Regions from separate parts of the Zea mays genome. Here region 1 is linked to region 2. The links are chromatin contacts, called in public Hi-C maps. All regions are on one chromosome and are shown on one strand. Each heading gives the region's core, a stretch centred on a gene start, on an enhancer-like site or on the middle of the called end of the contact. The rest is flanking DNA. Distances are from core to core; before and after follow the strand shown. Region 1 has its middle 52 kb from the start of LOC109946033. Region 2 has its middle 290 kb from the start of LOC109946033.

The links. A called contact is a pair of places that touch in the nucleus more often than the background predicts.
Region 1: a Hi-C map of bundle sheath shows a contact between it and region 2, with 3 times the contacts expected there. The contact joins two enhancer-like sites. A contact is called at or near these places in 2 of 25 Hi-C or Micro-C datasets (bundle sheath and endosperm).

What each region holds. Positions count from the first base shown.
Region 1 is chr4:99,076,019-99,082,222 of Zm-B73-REFERENCE-NAM-5.0, forward strand. No RefSeq gene overlaps it. Among protein-coding and RNA genes, the nearest start is that of LOC109946033, 52 kb to the right of the region's middle. Within about 2 kb of position 2,458, at least 17 of the 20 cell types and tissues checked have an H3K27ac peak or open chromatin away from gene starts, as enhancers often do. A contact at or near this core is called in bundle sheath, where this site is marked.
Region 2 is chr4:98,841,480-98,847,515 of Zm-B73-REFERENCE-NAM-5.0, forward strand. No RefSeq gene overlaps it. Among protein-coding and RNA genes, the nearest start is that of LOC109946033, 290 kb to the right of the region's middle. Within about 2 kb of position 2,027, at least 17 of the 20 cell types and tissues checked have an H3K27ac peak or open chromatin away from gene starts, as enhancers often do. A contact at or near this core is called in bundle sheath, where this site is marked.

The sequences.
Region 1 (6,204 bases), core at 1,208-3,707, 230 kb after region 2:
GCTCTAGTCGTAGCAAAACAAACAAACATTGTATAGGCAAAATTAACATTACACCAAGCATGTAAATAAAATACACAGTAATAATCTAGACATTAAAATAAGATCACAGGAACTGGAATCATTAAATTTGGAGTTATAGAATTCAAGTTATGAATTTCCTAAGGTTTTAATGTGATTAAAATAGGATTAGATGAGAAATTAATTTTCTAACTGAGTTCATGTCAAAACAGTGATACTAAATGATAGAGAATATTATTACAAAATTTTAGAAATTGGAATGGTTCAATTTGGAGCTAAAATAAATTTTCTATGCAATAAACAAGTTTTAACACTTATTTTCATATTAAAATCTATTTTCTAATTATTTTATTCAATTTACAACAGGCTCAGGACTAGGCCTCGATTTTCAGAAAACTCAGGGGCCTAGGTGTAACTAATCCTAAGACTCAGACGACCCACCAGGTGGACTGCGGGTTGATACTAGTATAGTAGGGGGTCTCTTTTGCAAAATCGCCAAGCCGAAAGGGTATGGAGCAATCCTGACCGCCCGATCTTGAATGGGCGGCGCAGATTAAATCAATCCCGATCGAAGCGGTACCCAATCCGAGCCGCACGATAGAACTTCAACGTCTCAGATTTAAATAACCTACATTGATTCACCGCCGACCGATCGGAATCGGACGACGCACGATCCGACCACCCGAATCGGTACCCCCGTGTTCTAATCCCAGCCGTTCACGGTGATCCAACGGCGCACGCAGGTCATCCCCAACCTACGCCCAGATGGCGGCAAATCACACCTCCACCGCGGTGAGGCTCACCGGCGACGGCTATCCGACCCCCCCGAACGAACTATTACCAAATTCGACGATGATACACCATAGCCAGAAGGTAAGGAACTCGAAGCAGGCGACATACCGAGGTTTTGAGCTGCACAGACCCTGGTCCACGGCGAGCTGCGGATTCCAGGCGAAATGCAAAAGACGGCGAGCAATTGCCGTCGCCCGCGGTTCGCACCACCCGATTGCGGGCGCAGAAAGCTTCCTCCGACGACTACGGTCCTCCACGATCCAACTCCGAGAGCGGAGATCCCCCGACGGCGGCGAAGTCTGTTTCACATCCGCGACGGCGTCGGGTGATGAGGGCACGACTATGGCTTCGAGAGGGGGGAGGCAGCACAGGTTTTATACCCAGGGTAGCGGCCAAAGTCCGAGTCAGAGCCAGCCGCGAGATCCGCGATGGTTTGTTGAACCACCCGCACTGATTTCGCGTGAGCGGCGAAGGTTTTCCGTGGAGCTTGGTTGGGGGAGGATCCGACAGGTAGGTCCCTGCGCTCAGTGAGAAAAGAAAGAGGAGAAGGCTGCCAGGTGGGCCCGGTTCGACAGCAGAGGGGGGGGAAATGGCGCGAGCGGGCCAGGTGGGGGGAAAGAGAAGAGGCTGGTGGGCCGGGCAAGGGAGAATTTGGCCCATGCGCAGGTTGCTATTCCTTTTCTCTTTTTTTATTCTATTTTGTTTTCTATTTGAATTTCAAATCAACCCAAGTTTGAAGTTCAAACCCTTGATTTAGATACACATTATAGAATTTCAGCATGATGTGCAAAAACATATTTTTATGTATTTATTTTATTTTAGTTCTTTTAGACAAGCTTCCAATCATATAATAGAGAATAATCTCCACCTTGGATTTTTAACATATTTCTTTTTTTATGTTATTTTTATATTGTCATAAAATGCACTCATAATAAAAATTCCAGCATGATGCATAATTTAGTGTCATATATTTTTATTAATTGTTTTTAAAAGGTGGTGTTCACATGTGATGACAAATGAATGGATACACTCATATAAATAAAGGAAAACACTTTTCTGCTTTTAATATGATCTCTAACAAATTAGGTGTTTACAGCTTAATGGTATTATAAGGTTACTTTATGATAGACAATATTAATGTGAATCTAATGCAACTGGAATGAATCAATTTGGGCCTAAAACAAAGAAGTTATGGATTTATGAAGTTTTAGGGTTAATTTCTATATAAAACTCCATTTTTCTGATTTATTTAATTACTCTAGAGTTTTATTTGGACGGCGGCATAAAACCCCAAGTGTGCAGGGGCTGACTCATAAAATTCTGGGGTACCGTCGAAATTAATTTTGCATCGCTAGAGGACAGCGGGTTAAATAAGAGAAAGAAGAGGGGCTCTTTATGAAGATTGCGGGTCGAAGAGGTACGGGTGTATGCGAGCGGCGCGATCAAGGTTGGACGCGCGAGATCAGATCACGATCTTTCTGAAATGGCATATAATGATAGCCGTAGGATCTTTCACCGACGCTTCAATTTTATAACGCCCAAATTGATTTTTGAGTGTCCGATCCATATCAAACAGCCCGCGTTAGGTCTGGCCAAACCAGTATACGTGAATCAATCCGGGGCGTCTGTTCCGCGATCAGCGATCACACAACTTTCTCCCCAACCCTCTAATCTCTATCGTTCATCTAGATCCAACGGTATCCACACCATCTTCTTCCTACAGCTGACCGAGCGGCGGCGGGCAACCCCACGATGGCCCCACCCCGGTGAGCCGGCAGACCGACGCCTTCCCTACTCTGATATGAACCCGACGACAGGCAATAGAGAGCGAATTATATGGCGAAGACTACAGAGCGGATCCTTACCGGGGATCAATGACATGGGCGAGCGGACTGGGACGCGGCACCACGGCGGCATCGGGTCGAAGGCGAGAAATTGTGTGAGCACTGGTGGTCCCTACTTGGTAATAAAGCTACAGCCACCCTCGCCGTGCCACAGGTAAGCTGTTTGACCCACATGCCAAAGTATTGACGATAGTAGAATGGTGAATCGGTGATGGCGGATTATCATGCATTCCGTCACCAGTGGGGTCTCCGTCGATGCACCCACGTGATGAGCCATGATGGAGTTGGTCAGGGGCGGCCCGGATTTATAGCCCCAAGGTAGAGTCTGTGATAGCGTTTGGTCGGGAAGACCCGTGTTCTTCGCCCGGTCATTTGCAATCATCCCAAGGTTGTTTGCGGGCACGACCCAACGAGGAAGAAATCCGACGACCAGGGCTCATGTGCCAGGGAAACAGCGACACGGCTCATTTGTTTCCGGGGAGAAAGGTGTTGGTCACTAGGGCCCACATGGCTGTGAGGGGTGCAGAGCACGGTGCGGCCGATTATGCTGACGACCCGGTCCCAGTCGTCAGCGGCGGAAGACGTTTGGGCTGAGGAAAGCCAGAGATGACGAGGCGGAGCCCCTTCACGGGTGAAGGCCTGGTCAGTGGGGCCTGCCTAGAGGTGACCGAACAGGTGAGTGTGCTGGGCCGCGCGGGCGCGGCGAAGGTGGAGATGGGCCGAGGAGATGATTTCTTTGGCCCAGCGAAGTCTTTCTCCTTTCTCCTTTTCTTTTTATTTCTGTTTTCTATTTGCAAATTTCAATTTGAATATGGGTTTTGACTTTCAAAATTGAGTTAAATGCACAATACAAAAACTCCTGCATGGGGTGCAAAGTTTATTTGTATTTAATTATTTCATTCATTTGAGTATTGCTTATATACTACCCATGAAAAATAATTTACCCAAATGAATCTTTGCAAATTTTATGTGCACTTGTAAATTTCAAATTCAAATTCAAGTTTCAAGACCGAAGTATATCTTTGAATAACTGAATTTTAATACTATCAAAATTTTAAATGATACTATTTGTTCACTTTTAGGGAAAGAAATATTTTATAAAGGGAGGAATTCATTCCTAGAAGACATTTTATCTTAAATTACTTTGGAGAATTCTTTAAATCACCAAAATGTTATTTTGGGTGTTACATGCAAAGTCAAGTGGGGCCATCACTCAAAGGAAGAAGCAACCTAGGAAAGAAAATATGATATGAAAGCCAAGTACCCTGAACTCTTTGCTAGCTAACCCTAAATTTGGAGGGTGAGATTTTTTAAGGGGGATAGGTTTGTACCACCTTGAATTTGGGGTATAAAATTTCTTCTCTAAATGCCTACCAAATTCAGGTGTTACCCTTTTTCTTTCTCTCTAGTCTCTCTCTCTTCATTTTGAGTAGAATTAGGTTAATTAAGTGAGGGATTAATTATTTATTTTGTCAAAACTATGTGAGTCATGATTTATTGCATCATGCTGAGCCTAAATTATTCTTTGAACTGATGCACATGTTTGAATTGGTTTGAATTTGAAACTTGGTTTGAATTTGATTTGAAATCCATAGAGAAAATAAAAATAAAAGACATTAAAAATTCCCAGGAAAAAGAAAAACCGAAAGCAGCCCATTTGGCCCAATCCAGCTCAGCCAGGCCGCGCGCGCCCGCATCGCCTGACAGGTGGATCCCACCTGTCAGCGACGACCGCGCACGCGCTCCCTCTCCCTCTCTCCCTCCCGCTGCCCAGTGGGATCGGCCTATCGGCGCCGATCCGTCCGCGCACGCGCCCGCTCTCGCTCGCTGCTCGGTGGGACCTCCCTGTCAGCGCTGACCGTCCGTTCGCCCGCTGACCCTTGCTGGTCTGTGGACCCCGCCTGTCAGCCACTGCTCCCTTCCCTAACCTCCCGCCCGCGCTCGCTGTCGTGGACGCGCCCATCACCGTGCGTATCCCGGCCACGTCCCCCGCGCCCGAGCCCTTTTCTAGAGTCCGCGCCCACTCACTCACTCACCTCGCCCAGTTATGCCCCCATCCGAATTCCCTCGCTCTCTCTCGCTCTGCGCACGCGCCCGTGGAGCTCTGTCGTGATCTGTAACACCCCTGGTGTTTATATTCTACTCGACATCTAGTATGGATTTAAGCACGTAATATCAGTGGATAAAACAGATGCTAAATTTTAATCATCTTCATCTATCGTGATTTTAATATCGCATCTGTTTCTGTCTATTTAGACTCCTAAAATTTTCGCGAATTTCGGAACGTAATTGTTCTGAAAGCTTGCGAGCCTGTGCCCAATTAAAATCGCATCTATTTCGTCTGTCGTGAGTTCGACATCAATTTTATCTATCTGGGCTTGTCCTAAATTTTCGTAATGTTTATAACATCGTTGTTCCGAAAATCGGTGCGTCTGGTGATTATTTAAAACTCATTGCTCGCGCGAATACGAAATTCGAAGCCCGACCCACTCGAATAATTTTTATCCGCAAATTAATTTGAACTCGACAATTAAATGTTCGGGGCAAAAGAATCTGAATCGCGCGTTGTCCGAGAAAAAACGTGTGCGAGGTTATAATCCAATTTATTCTTCAGCACGTTGTTTCGACGACGAAATCGCGTATACGTTCGCAGATATGGTTTCGGCTAATTTCAGCCAAATCATAGAGCAAATTATCGATGCCGAAACCAGTTTATTTCGGTCTGTCGTTTCTCGTCCCGATCCAAAACTTAGGATATAAATGACGGATACGAATTCATCTGACTCCAGATTAGTCACCAAATCATATCCTTCTCAAATATTCTGTCGAACTTATTTTGGTTCGACCTTTTAAATATCTCTCAGATCTAAATATTATAACCCTAAATATCTGTGATTTTAGATAAAAAAGGAGAAAGAAATTTAAAATATCCCAGCCGCCCTCTCCGGCTGATTTTCTTTGGCCGTCGCGCGCGCCCCTGTCTTCTGAACCGCGCCGCTCAGCATCGGAGAAAAATCAAGCCGCCCAGTCTTCAGATTTTTCCACGGCGCCTCTCTCCTTATCTTCTCCAACCGCGCCTAGCCGTACTCTGATTTTTTCCAGCGCCGCCCTTGCTTCTTTTATCTACGCGCCGCTCGTCCTGGGAGAAACAAAAAAAATTCAGCCGCCGAGCTCTCCCTGCTAGCCGCATCTCTCTTCCCTGTGCGCTGCGGCCTCCTGCTCCTCCCAGCCATGGAACTCTCCAGCCGGCGCTCCTCCAGTCGCCCAGCCCAGCCGAAGCTTCCCCCATGGCCGGAGCCTTTCCCAAGCCGCGGCTACTGCTCTGGTGTTTTCCCTGCGCGCGTCCAGCCATGGCCGCCAAACACCCTCTAGCTCCTTCCTGTCGCGTCCCTGCTCCAGCCCAGCCGCGCGTCTTTCCCGCTCACCGCGCACCTTCCCCCGCCGTGAGCTCGCGCTCAGCAGAGCTCTGTTCCTGCCACGTGTTGCTCCAGCTCTCGCGCGCAGCTGCGTCTTCAAGCTCGATCTTCCTCCCATGGCGCTCGTCTGACTG
Region 2 (6,036 bases), core at 777-3,276:
AGTCTGTATTTATCTTATCCTTGTTTACCTTTTTGGGTTATTATGGTTAGCTTTATGCTATTGCTTTAACTTAATCAATGAACATGATGTGAATATTTATGATACGATGATTATCCCAATGACGATCTTGTGATATTTAGGGGACTCAGGTTGTTTCATGAGTACCTCTCCGTAAGGACCTGTTCGTTGAGTGATCACACAGGATAACAGTGCAACCATGAGGGTGAATGGGACGCCCTTAGCTGAATAATTAGATGAACCTGGGGTGTAGTTGGCTTTGCCGGAGGGCCATCAATGGGGGCTGGGGCATAGTGCTCGCTCTGCTAAGGGTGGGTGTCGAGGTTCATTCGATTTGGTTTTGTTCGTCACCCACCATAGGTAGGTGTACTGTGTTTGTACGACTGGCGAAACCTAACGAGCAGCTATGCACCAGGAGAGTCTTTGTAAAGGCTACGTAGTGATACCCAGCCAGGCCACCTAGGTAGTGGTCAATGGGGAGTAGCGCTCTCTGGGCAGAAAGGGAATCACGACTCGTGTGTAAAGTGTGCAACCTCTGCAAAGTGTTAGAAACTGATATATAAGTCGTGCTCATGGTTAAGAGCAGCCTTGGGATCCTCTTTGATTAGAAGAACTTTGGATACTTTTATGATGATAATTAATGACAATGGTTATAATTATGATCTCTGGTATTTCCTCTTGGAGGGATTACATTCAGGTAATAAATGAGTTTATTACTAAAATTTGGCTCTACTATTAGTAATAAATACTTGACCAACTAAAAGCAACTGCTTAACCTTAACTCCACATACAACCAGTCCACTTTAGCCAAATGGGACATTTGCTGAGTACGTTGATGTGTACTCACCCTTGCTTTTAAAACACACCCACCCCAGGTTGTCTCCACTATATTTAGGGCTTAGGAGGAGATGCAGACAACATGGAGGACTTTGAGGAGTTCCAAAACTACGACGAGTTCTAGTTATGTTAGTGGAAAACCGCCATAGTTAGCTGCCCGTGAAGGCCTTATCTGCTACGTTCGCTTTTCCACACTTTGATGATATTAACGACAATGTTATGTTAATGACTATGTGGATGTCTTGGACATCTTGATGTAATAAAGTACCTTTCCGCTATTTACTTTCAGTAATGTGTGATGATGTCCAATTATATAATCGTTGTGTATGTGAGTGTCTGATCCTAGCACGTACATAGTTTGCATTCGATTTGCCTTCTAAAACCGGGTGTCACATAAGTGGTATCAAAGCCTTGCTGACTGTAGGACCGATAACCTAGACTAGGATGGTCGCTCTAAGAACTATAGACCCTTGCCTTGACCTTTGGTGTGACTTCAAAAGTTGGTCATCTTGACCAATTCTATGTTATATTATGATCTATATTCTCATCTTACAAAATTTTTATCTCACTTCTGTAAACACTGAATAATGCCTTAACGAATTTTAGCAAGTTCTTTATTATTTTAGTAAAAGTATATTTGAATCTGAGTTTTACCTTGAGGCATATTACTCTTCTAAAATGCATATTAAACAAATACATATCTATACAAAAAAACAAATGCATCATGCTAGAGTTTATTTGGTTGTGCACATATTTATAGGAATTAGTTTTAATGTTGGAACTTATTGAGAGTGGAATTGGGAAATTAAAAAAAATCTAGAAATAAGTTATTTTTAGTAATCCTTTCCATGAGTAAAACATAGGAAGTAAAATAAATGATATTAAGGCAAACAATAAGAGTTATACTCATATTGGGACTTAATTATGGATTTTAAATCTGAAGTTTGAAACAAGGGTTTAAACTTGGTTTGAATCCTTGAAAATGGAATTTGAAAAGAAATACAAAACAAAAAAGAAAAGAAAAAGATAATAAAACCCAAATGGGCTGGAAACTTCATTTTCGACCCGTGCACCACTTCTTTCCCGCCGGCCCAGTCCATACACCTCATGGCACCGACATGTGGACCCGTTTGGGTAGTGACAGCTGGGCACCAAGTCTCACGCCTGGCTCATCCAGTCATCCTTGCGTCGACATGCGGGGCTCGGGTGGCAGCCACTCATCCTCACACCTTTCTATCACCTCACTGGCCCATGGGCCCAGCCTCCTGGGGGCGGTCATCCGCAGGCGCAGACGCGCGCACTTCATCTGCGTGTGGGTCCCCCTAGGCAGGACCATCTCCCACGCTGACCTCAAACATCAATAGTTCCACCGTGTCGCCGCCGTGTATCTGGGCTGATTCCGCTGGCGTCGCGCGAACTCGTGGACACGCATCTCACGCCTATATATGTGGCCGCCAATGTCCGGTTTCTTCAAACGACAAACCAAGCAAGCCACCAGCAATGGGTGGAATTTGGGGTGAAACTGAGAGGATTACCGCCGTTGTTGATCACGTGCTTCGCCTCGCTCTGACCCCTGGAACCAGCCCCTGGAGCTTCTCCATGTGGCGTGGATGGCGCACCGGGCTTCACCTGATGGAATTGCGGTCCAGGGGACCTGTAATTTCTCGCCGAAGCTTCTTCCTCACCGCTGGGTCGCCCTGCATGTGGTCAGTACTTCCACAGCCTTAATCGTCGGTGAGTCTTGCCTCCTGTGGTTCGCCTTGTCCTGCTATATGTGACGCACCGATGGGTGGCGAGTTTAGGCGCTGGGAGCACTGAGTTGTCGCGCTTTGGCCATGGCCACCGTCGTGCGGGTTTTGTGCGTGGTCGTGGTTGGGCGCCAGGGGGAAAGATGGAGCGACCACCGTGGATCCTCCAATCGACGGCCAGAAATTGATGTGCGCTTACCCCTTCACGGGGTTGATCTGTGCCATGGGATCGATAATGGAGGGTGTAGATTGGTGCAATGTGTGGTTGCTAATCGGTCGTCGATCGACAATCTGGCAGTCAAGGTGGCTGACCGGTTTTGTGATTTGTGTGATCTAGTCTGATCCGTGGAAGCAGATCGGACGGCTGGGGTCAGACGATACCCCTTCGCATGCACCATTTTGCATATGAACCCCTAAGGAAATGTTGAATCAACCTGCAATCCTCTCCTAGTGTTAAACTAATTTCAGTCGAGTCCTGAGTTTTATAAAACAACCCCTGGCCTTCTGCGTTTATAGTGTCCACGGTCCAGAGTCTTTAAAGAAATTCAGAATTAAAATAAAAAATGTTTTCTAGTATATAAATAATTCTAGAAACTTGTTTATATCATATTTAATTCATCTTAATTTCTTTTTTATCCATTCCAGTTGCATTAATCTCATATTAATATTGTTTATCACCTAGTAACTTTATATTGTTATGAAACCTAGGATAAAATTGTGCACTTAATTTCTTTTGTACCCAACATTTAAATCTTCAGAAAATCATAACTCTTTATCTGTAACTTCAAATTTAGTGGTTCTCGAACCTGCGATCTCGTTACGACGTTGTTGGTCACTTGTTCTCAAATGATGTGAGTCAAGAACAAGGAAACACAATTGTTAATCATTAAGGACCTTTGTCCTTCGAATCATTATTTCCTTACGAATATAATGCTCCTTAAACGAAGGTCAAGAAAGACATACCTTCATCGCATCAATTACAAGGATAGGAATGCGAAGGAACAAGTATGATAATTATATCTTAATAATTCATTTATTCTTGCATCCCACAAAACATATATGAATAACAATAATGTTAATATTACATTGATACCTTCGGCTTGCTCGAAGGTGAGGATGCGAGAGTGAAAACAATCCAGCATGAACAGTACGGTGCTACTGTTCATCTATTTATAGGCACGGGATGCAAACCGAGGAAAAGTACATTTATGTCCTCAGTGTTTACTCATGATCGTAATACAAGTTATAAAAGACTAAGTGGTCTTTTCCTCCTTTGGCCATCATCATTATTCCTCCGCTTCGTTGCGAGCCGGATCTTTTCTGTATGGTGCTAGCTTCGGTGTTTACTCTTATCTTCTTTGGATATGTCTTCATTTTGCATGTCTTCATCATAAGAGGCTTATATCCTGAAGATGAAGCTTCCTGTAATAGCTTATGCTAAAAACAAATGGTTAGTTATGTTTTTGAGGACCTTCGGAAGGAGAAGGCCCCCAACAGTAGCCCCTCGCAGTGTTGATTTGTTTCTTTGTAACAAATTTAAGATGTGACGTGAATGAAGGCCTTTAGCCGAAGGTTTGAAAAAACACCTTCCCTTCGCTAGAATAGCGAATGACACAGACATGCGGGACCCACCAAACTTTAGGGTGCTAGACATGTAAATATTGAAAGCATTTCTTGTGCCATTTCAGTTGCTTACATTGTGCTCGTCTTTTTAAATTTTCTTGCTTTGGCGAGTTTAATTGGGTTTCAAGCTTCGGTATTTCAACAACCATCAGTTTGATGGCTGACGAGAAGAAGATTGTTGACCCAGCGTTGTTCGGGTTTTACGAAGCTATGGAAAAAACCAACGTAGAGAAGATTGCACATGAGAAGTTAGCTGGGATATCTGAGGGTTCCAGTGATAGTGAAAGTTTTGATGCAGAGAGCAGGAATGAAGATGCCAAAGATCGGCCCTAGAGACCAAGCCATGTTGTCTTCGGGAAATCAACTATCAAGCAAGGGCAAATTGATGCAATGAGGGGAAGGTACTTCTGTGATATCTCAATTGTGAGGGTTGGAGGGGAAAATAATGTCCCTCTGCCAAAAGCTAACGAATTGGTGGTTTATAGAAGCTTCATGGAGGCAGGGCTTTGGTTCCCTTTGCATAAATTGATGGTCGAAGTCCTTAAAACTTTCAAAATTTACCTTCATCAGCTTACTCCCGAAGCTATCATTAAGGTGGGGATGTTTATATGGGCCACGAGGAGCCACAGACTAGAACCAGATGCAAAGTGTTTCTATAACATCCATGAGCTGTCTTATGAGACGAAGGCCACTAGAATAGAACAATATCACAACAACTTCGGTTGTTACAGCTTCGTGCCTCGCTCTGAGGTGAGCTACCTAGTTCCGACATTTCAGAAGAGATGGCCTGGGGCCTGGATGCAGGAGTGGTTCTACATGAAGAACGACCTGGCTGAAAGGGAGGATATTAAGGGGATTATTCAACGTCTTATATGGTCTCACTTAGGCATTAGGAGGCCATCCACTGCCCTTGGTAATGACATACAAGCATGCCAGATGGCCTTCAATACAATATGTACTTACATAGGCACAAGGGACTTAATCCAGGAGCATATTGCTTATAGGGTGTGGCCACTCACAAATGGATGGGAGATGCCAAAGGAAGCTCCTCCTGAGTCCAGCCAAGGCGATTTAGTTTAACTGAAGTACACCTTCAGGTACAGGAACCAATTCGATGAGCCGAATGATGATTGGTCGGATGCCATTGAAGAAACTAGTGATGAATTGCTTGAGGCATATATGAAGGCTGAAGATGACGCCATGACGACTGCCTTCGGGGCTCGTGGCAAAAAGAGGCTGAACAGGGTATTTGATGTTATTGGATTTGTATATCCAGATTATAGTTATCCTTCACGGAAACAAGGAAAGAAGAGGAAGATTGCTACTTCGGTGACTTCCAGCACGCCAAAGTTGAAAAAGTAAAGTTTTAACACACCGACCTAGGCGCATTGAAACGGCCGAAGTACCGAAGCTAATTGAAGGGTCTGCTTCTATATCTGAGACTAGTCGCTCTATGCCTGACGAAGCTAAGTCAAGCCCGGCTGAAGAGCTGAAACTGAAGAAGGTGGTAGAGCAACCGAAGGCCTTGAGTCCACTGCGCGAGACAGAATTGACGAAGGCCTCAAGGATCCCTGCAGTGACTCCAAAGAAGAAGAGAATGACCAGTGTGCTGGATGCTGTCATGGAATACGTAAAGGCATCAACTCCTGCTTCTACTGAAGCACCTAGTGCAGAATGCGAATTTTTAAAGGAATCTATCGAAGTTGGTTCAGCGCAAGCTATTTCTGAAGCTGGACCTTTAGTTTCTGCTGAGGCAAAACCTTCAAAAAAATGCACCACTAGTCTTGGAAAGAGAAGGTCCCTCTGAGAA